2 separate regions of the Triticum aestivum genome follow, and region 1 is linked to region 2. Evidence: chromatin contacts called from public Hi-C data. All regions are on one chromosome and are shown on one strand. Each heading gives the region's core, a stretch centred on a gene start, on an enhancer-like site or on the middle of the called end of the contact. The rest is flanking DNA. Distances are from core to core; before and after follow the strand shown.

The links. Hi-C and Micro-C count contacts between places; a contact is called where the count stands out from the background.
Region 1: a contact with region 2 is called in a Hi-C map of leaf, with 5 times the contacts expected there. The contact joins the promoter of LOC123045338 here to the promoter of LOC123045337 in region 2. A contact is called at or near these places in 2 of 5 Hi-C or Micro-C datasets (both in leaf).

What each region holds. Positions count from the first base shown.
Region 1 is chr2B:441,094,902-441,098,569 of IWGSC CS RefSeq v2.1, reverse strand. LOC123045338 (histone-lysine N-methyltransferase SETD1B) reads right to left here and starts at 1,417. Exons shown (of 2, transcript XM_044468341.1): 1 at 855-1,417; 2 at 1-265. The coding sequence starts at 1,286.
Region 2 is chr2B:440,678,995-440,682,668 of IWGSC CS RefSeq v2.1, reverse strand. LOC123045337 (heavy metal-associated isoprenylated plant protein 20) reads left to right here and starts at 1,413. Exons shown (of 3, transcript XM_044468340.1): 1 at 1,413-1,872; 2 at 2,038-2,113; 3 at 2,258-2,713. The coding sequence starts at 1,546. The coding sequence ends at 2,550. It overlaps LOC123045336 (chaperone protein ClpC1, chloroplastic), which reads left to right. Exons shown (of 10, transcript XM_044468338.1): 10 at 1-1,160. The coding sequence ends at 918.

The DNA.
Region 1 (3,668 bases), core at 168-2,667, 420 kb before region 2:
TTGGACACTCCTTGGTTTGAGTTGGAGAATGAAGGCCAATTTTAACCGAACCATTGTCTTCTCTGAGCCTTGCAGATGCTGCATCAAGATCTGCCCGAGGATCCTTAGATAAACCGCAGATCTCATCAATGGTATCATCAAGGAGGTCAGGCACTACAGTATTGATGCTCATATTAATGCCCTCATCCATGATTTCACTCATGTACACACGTTCTGCAGCATCTTCTTTACCAAATGCTGCTCTATCATATTTGTCCTCCTCTTCCTGAAAGATAACACACCCAATCAGAACAAGGTGCAAATAGATAGGTATGCCAAATACAAAAGCAAAAGCTCCTTACCTGCATTTAGTATCAGATTTAGATAATTTTAGCGTTTTCATGTTAAAGTCATCTTATATAAGTCTACAAACAGTCTGGTTTGCTTTATGATTTATCTTAGTACTAGTAATTAGCAAAAGCAGACGGCCTTCAAAAGAAATGAACAGTCCTTAAGGTTCCATTGGAACTGTGGAATAGACTCTTATCATCCCCTGCGGCATTTCCCTTGAGAAAGACCCCATTACAAAAATCAAAAGCGAAAATCACAACAAGCAAACAACATGAAGTGAGCAAATTGATGACAACGATACTCCAATCCCCCATACTTAGCACTTTTTCTATCCCGCTAGGTGACTGGAGATCAATACACTCTACAGATGAAACGTTTCTTCAGCAAGCAGTAGGGTATGAGTAGCAAATGAAGAAGCCAAATCGGCCTTACTATCTTGATCAATGCCCTAATTTCCACAAGCAATACAGCATCGAATAGCAAATGGCCAAATCAAATAAAATCGAAAGTTATTTTTCTCTCACCTCCCGATCCAGAGTCGGGTCAAGGCCGATCGAAACCCTAACCTCCTCTTCCTCGTCCTGCTCCTCCTTCCTATGGTCCTCGCCCTTCACATCCTCCTCATCCTCGTCATCATCTTCGGGGTCGTCCTCAAAGTCCTGCTTGGACCGCCGCCTCCGGCCGCGGAGGCACCCGTTGGCATCGTAGAACGCGGACGAGCACGGCGTGTCGGCGCGCTCGGCCGCGGCGCGCTCCTCCTCCTCGTCGCGCGCCTCCGACGGGCGCGCCCAGCGCTGGCGCTCAACATCTCCGGCGGCGACGGACCAGGAAGCTGCCGGGAAGGAGGAGCTCGGGACGTCGCCGAAGAGACGCGACCCGAAGAGGCGCTTCACCCGCTCCTCGAACCCCTCCCCGGCTCCGCCGCCGCCTCCTCCTCCGCCCCCCTCGGCCGCCATGGATCGGACGCGAGGCAGCGAACCAATCTTACAGAAGCTTCTCGAAAGTTCCTCTCGGCCCGGCCGTGCGCTGTGGGTTTGAGATGGGGGTTTGCTTCGAGTCTGAGAGGCTTGCGAGGTTTGAAGTTGAAGACGGCAACTCGCGGTCGATAATCGTTTCCGGCTTGGGCTTGGGCCCGGGCTATGGTGTCGGTAACCAAACGGGCTAGAACGTCACATGCACAGTTAATACTCCTATTTTCTAGAAAAGCAAAAAAGAAGCCCTAGAAAAAAGCAAAAAAGTACAGTAGTATAGTAGTATTACTTTTCCTCCTCAAAAAATTACCCCTAATGAACTCTAAAAGAGGATAAACCAGCCCCTAAACTTTGCCGTATCAGATCAATCAGCCCCTATACTTTGCCATATGGGATCAATCAGTAATCAGCTCAGATTTTGCACATGATTGCAGATGGGTTTGGATGTAAAGGCATTTCCAACATCGACCCTTAAACCATCTACTTATAACCGGACCGCGCTATTCGGATATTTTTTTTTCATACCGGAGACAAAGTGAGGGGTTTTGCCGGCGCCCGGACCACTGCACGCACGTTCCTGACTACCCAGGCCCATAAAAAAAACCACGCCCGCGCGCGTTCCGGCCCGGCGCCAACTGTCCTCATTCATGCCGCTGGAGAGCGGCCGCTCCTCATTGACGCCGGTGCAAAACGGCCGCGACCTCTTATTGTCGGCATTGAAGCGGTGCGCTGGCCGAGACAGTGTCGCCCGCTGCACGCCCGACTGAACACGTCTCCTCGCCACATTCAAACGGCCATAGACTGCCCGCCTTCCTCCATTAAACCCGTGTGTGTGCCGAGAAATCTACTCCGACCACACGTCCGTTCGTGAGCCACCCGTCATGGAACACAACGCCGGTTGGCTCCGGTCGTCGGCCCACTATTTAAACAGCGTCAGACGCCGGGCAAAAATCGCACCACACTCCACTCCCATATCCTTCTTGCACCATTTTCTCCACAATATCCATGGCATCCGACAAGCAGGGAGAGGAGTTCTCCGGCATAAAATCCGGTTGGATGGCCCGTCGAGACCGCAGGATACAAGGCAAGGAACTCTCTACTCCATCACCCTCGACGCTCCAGGCTGCTGCAGGCCAGCTTGTGGATGCAGAAGGTCCAAGCCGCTCCATCGTTCAACAATTCGCCACTCCAAGCCAGCTCGTCGACGAGTGGCAGGTTGCTCCAGGCCGACACGTGGGGGAGCATGGCGGCACAGGCATTGTGGTTGTCATGGACAACATCGTGTCGTACCGCTCCTCCCGTGTCTGCAACCGCTCCATCCGTCGTCAATATACGCATAACCACGCCCTGCCGGCGGAGAAAGAAGTCGGCTTCGCAGAGATGGACGAAATGATGGCCAGCACGTCTGCACCCGCCGCCATCATCGAGGAGAAGTAGAACATGGGTGAAAGCACAAGTGCTCCATGGGTGATTTTGGTAATTAATGTCAACACATCTTTTGTTGGACTAATAGTTTTATCTAGTATGTTTCAGATAAGTTCAATAGTGGAGTGGCAAGGACAAGAGGGTGTGGAATTCCTTCAAAATGCTAAGGACAATGATTGCCAAAAGCTCAAGACTCTTCATTTTTGTTTAAGTGATCTAATATAACACTGAGTCCATAGGGAAGCCAATACTATTAAAACGGGATGAGGTGTTGCATAATGGTCTACTTGCTCAAAGTGCATAGTGGTATTGCTCCAAAACCATCAGCCACTCTCTTCACCCAAATATGTCCAAAACCCTAAACTCCAACTCGGCCCCACCGTTATCTTTCATCCAGAGCCACCGAGTTCATCATGACATAGCCACTTCCAGAAACCCTAACAGTTCGGTCACACCGATACGGATCTTGGTCCCACCGAGATGGCCTTGCTAACACTCTGTGACTTGTCGCATTCACTTCGGTCTCATCGAGTTGTTGCAATCGGTCCCACCGAGTTGGCTTGACAGATTCTCTGTTGCTCGTTGCACTCACTTTGGTCTCACCGAGTTAATGCAATCGGTACCATCGAGATGAAGTTTTCCCTAAGCCCTAGCACATCGGTCCCACCGAGTTGTTCCAGTCGGTCTCACCGAGATTCCTAACATTCATATTTTTTAACAGATCGGTGCCACCGAGTTCGTAATCGGTGCCACCGAGATGAGTCAAAAATGTGTAACGGTTAGATCTTGTGTGGAGGCTATATATACCCCTCCACCCCTTCTCCCTCATTTAGGAGAGCCATCAGAACGTGCCTACACTTTCACCATTCATTTTCTGAGAGAGAACCACCTACTCATGTGTTGAGATCAAGAGATTCCATTCCAACCATTTGAACCTTGATC
Region 2 (3,674 bases), core at 164-2,663:
ATTAGCCGTGCTATCCGCCGTGCTCGTGTTGGCCTCAAGAATCCAAATCGGCCCATTGCTAGCTTCATATTCTCTGGACCAACTGGTGTTGGTAAATCAGAATTAGCAAAGGCTCTGGCATCCTACTACTTTGGCTCAGAGGAAGCCATGATCAGATTAGATATGAGTGAGTTTATGGAGAGACATACGGTGTCCAAACTCATCGGATCACCTCCAGGTTATGTTGGCTACACCGAGGGAGGTCAACTAACAGAAGCAGTCCGCCGCCGTCCATACACAGTTGTTCTCTTTGATGAGATTGAAAAGGCACATCCAGATGTCTTCAACATGATGCTTCAGATCTTAGAAGATGGGAGGCTGACAGATAGCAAGGGACGGACAGTTGACTTCAAGAACACTCTGCTGATCATGACATCGAATGTCGGAAGCAGTGTCATCGAGAAGGGAGGCCGGAAGATTGGGTTTGACCTTGACTCTGACGAGAAAGATACCAGCTATAACAGGATCAAGAGCTTGGTGACCGAGGAGTTGAAGCAGTATTTCCGGCCAGAGTTCTTGAACAGATTGGATGAGATGATTGTGTTCCGGCAGCTGACAAAGCTGGAGGTGAAAGAGATCGCTGATATTATGCTCAAGGAGGTGTTTGACAGGCTCAAGGCAAAGGAAATCGACCTCCAGGTAACAGAGAAGTTCCGGGATAGGGTTGTCGATGAAGGTTACAACCCGAGCTACGGTGCCAGGCCTCTGCGACGTGCCATTATGAGGCTTTTGGAAGACAGCCTGGCGGAAAAGATGCTGGCTGGCGAGGTCAAGGAAGGTGATTCTGCTATTGTTGATGTGGATTCGGATGGTAAGGTGGTAGTTCTCAACAGCGGGGGTGGTATTGCAGAGCCGCTGGAGCCTGCTCTGAGTGCCTAGTTGGGTACACCATCTTCTTATTTCGTTATCTCAGCTTGGTGTCCTGGTGATGGTACCTAGATTAATATCACTGCCCTTTCAGTTATGTGTTCTCCTCTTCTTTTTTTGTCTCTCTCTTCTTTCACTCTCTTGAAGTTCGAAGTTTGAAGCGAGGCACTAGAAATTGTTATGTAAACGAAACAAACATAGATGCATGTACGAGCAAGCTGTATGCCAGTATATCTTTTGAGTTTTTTCTTTTCTTTTTGAGAGAGTAGTTGCTCTGTTTCTGAAGAACAGTCGAAGGCTTCATCTACCTGCAGTTACTTGCTTTGTACTATCTCCGTCTCGGTGAATAAGTCTAGGTCGGCGATTTAATTATTTAATTATGTATTATATGTGATAAAAATATATATATTTTAGAAACTACATCCGTGTAGAAATCTAGTGATATAATTTTCATGACATATAACACATATTTAATTCTTCTAGATAGAGGTAGTACTGTTTTGTTTAGGTAGCGAGTAGAGAGCTAATTGACGCCGTGCATTTCCCAGTCTACCAAAACAAATCATCTCCGTGAAACGACAAACAAGAAATAATAATGAAGCAGCTTCCTGTCAAAACAGCTGGCCTGTGAAGCAGGGAATGGTCATCCTGGAAGCAGGGGTGTTTGCTCATTTAATCCGAAAGCGCCGTGGTTTAATCGCTCGCTCTCTGCAGCCTAGAAGCATCAATATGGACTTGCACGTCCACCCTAACCATACAAATTTAAATTTATCCTCTGATATTTTCTTGTTCCTTCCTCTTTCGTCTCTACATATACGACCCTTCACGGTTCTGTACCCGAGAACACTACTGCTTCAGTCGTGTCAGATCAATAAGATCATGGGCGTCTTGGATCACCTCTCCGATTTGTGCAGCATGACAGACACAAAGGCAGCCCTCAAGCTCAGGAAGAGGCGGCCGATGCAGGTGAGGCTTGTGGAATTCATTTTTTTTTAGTACGCGTGTGCTCTCTTGTTTTGCTTGGAAACAGTTTCAACTTCTCATCTCATGAGATGACCTGTTTTTTTTTTTTTTGCCATTTCGTTGTTTTATATATACACGTGATTAACTCGAGTAGTTTGTGATCCGCAGACGGTAAACATCAAGGTGAAGATGGACTGCGAGGGCTGCGAGAGGAGGGTCAAGAACGCCGTCAAGTCGATTCGGGGTACACACATACATACTCCTACATACGTAGCGATATCCAGAAATGAAACAACATCAAGCAATCTAAAGTTTTCGTTGCGAATAGTTTTGTGAAGTTAAATTCTGCTGATGAACGTTTCATATTCTGTACATGTTGATGCCAAAGGTGTGACGGCCGTGTCAGTGAACCCCAAGATGAGCAAGGTGACGGTGACGGGGTTCGTGGAGCCGAGCAAGGTGCTGGCGCGGGTGAAGAGCACCGGGAAGGTGGCCGAGATGTGGCCCTACGTGCCGTACTCGCTCACCACCTATCCCTACGTCGGCGGCGCCTACGACAAGAAGGCGCCGGCGGGCTTCGTCCGCGGCGCGCCGCAGGCCATGGCCGACCCCGGGGCGCCGGAGGTCCGGTACATGAACATGTTCAACGACGAGGACGTCAACTCCTGCGCCATCATGTGATGATACCGACCCATCTTGACGATCTCCACCCTAGCCAGCCGGCCAGTCACCTAGAGACCACACGGCCTAAGATACCATCGCAGTCATAGTAATAGTAAATCTACGCGTGTACGATTTTGTGTGGCTTGTTTTTCTTTTGGTAATGGGTAAAGTAATATTATGAGTTTTTTCTTATGAAGTACTTCCTTTGTTCCTAAATATAAGTCTGTGGAGAGATTTCACTATGAACCACATATGGATGTATGTAGATGCATTTTAAAGTGTAGATTCACTCATTTTGCTCCGTATATAGTCCATAGTGAAATCTCTACAAAGGCTTATATTTAGGAACGGAGGGAGTAATATAAACTTGTTGCCAATTTCATGGTGAAAGGTAAACTATTACTATGAGAGGTTTTCCGGATGAAGTAATATGAGCTCGTTGCTAATACTGTAGAGCATCTCTTAGCATGTCGATATTTTAGGGCATCTCAAAAGCTAATCACCAAATGAACATCATCAAATGTCCACAGACATGTCCTGGCATGTCTACGAACTGGAAACTTGAAATTAGGTGCCAACGCACCAGACGCGACAATCTCATCACTCACATGCACCACTAGCCTGATGTTCACGGGAGAGTGAAAGGCAGTAGTAGCCAAACCTCAATGATTCATCGAAGCATCTCTAGCAGACCACTTATATCACCCCGACACATAAAATAATCGTCAGTTACAGTTTGGCATGAAAAAATGACCCGAACAGACACCATAAACGCGCACGACCCTTAAATTTTTTTGAGGGGCACGATAAATTGCCCTCTCCGACCCGCGAAAACCCAGCCCCCCCTGCCCCGTCGGTGCCTTGTATCCTGCAAAAGCGGTTGGCGGGAGGGACATTTCAGCATGTGCGTTCCCCACATCCTCTCCCGCAGCCGCCCGCCACCGTCGCCGCCCGCCCGCAGCTTGCGATTCTGGCCATTTCCACCGACGGAATCACGCCGCCGGGCCGCACTACACCCTGGTCCACTCGCCGGCGCCCCGGGTCGCCACCACCCCGGATCGACCGCCATCGAGTCGTTGCCCGCCCCGGATTCGCCGAGCCGCCCCCGGGTTGCCGCCGCCCCGGACCGACCGAAGCCGGTG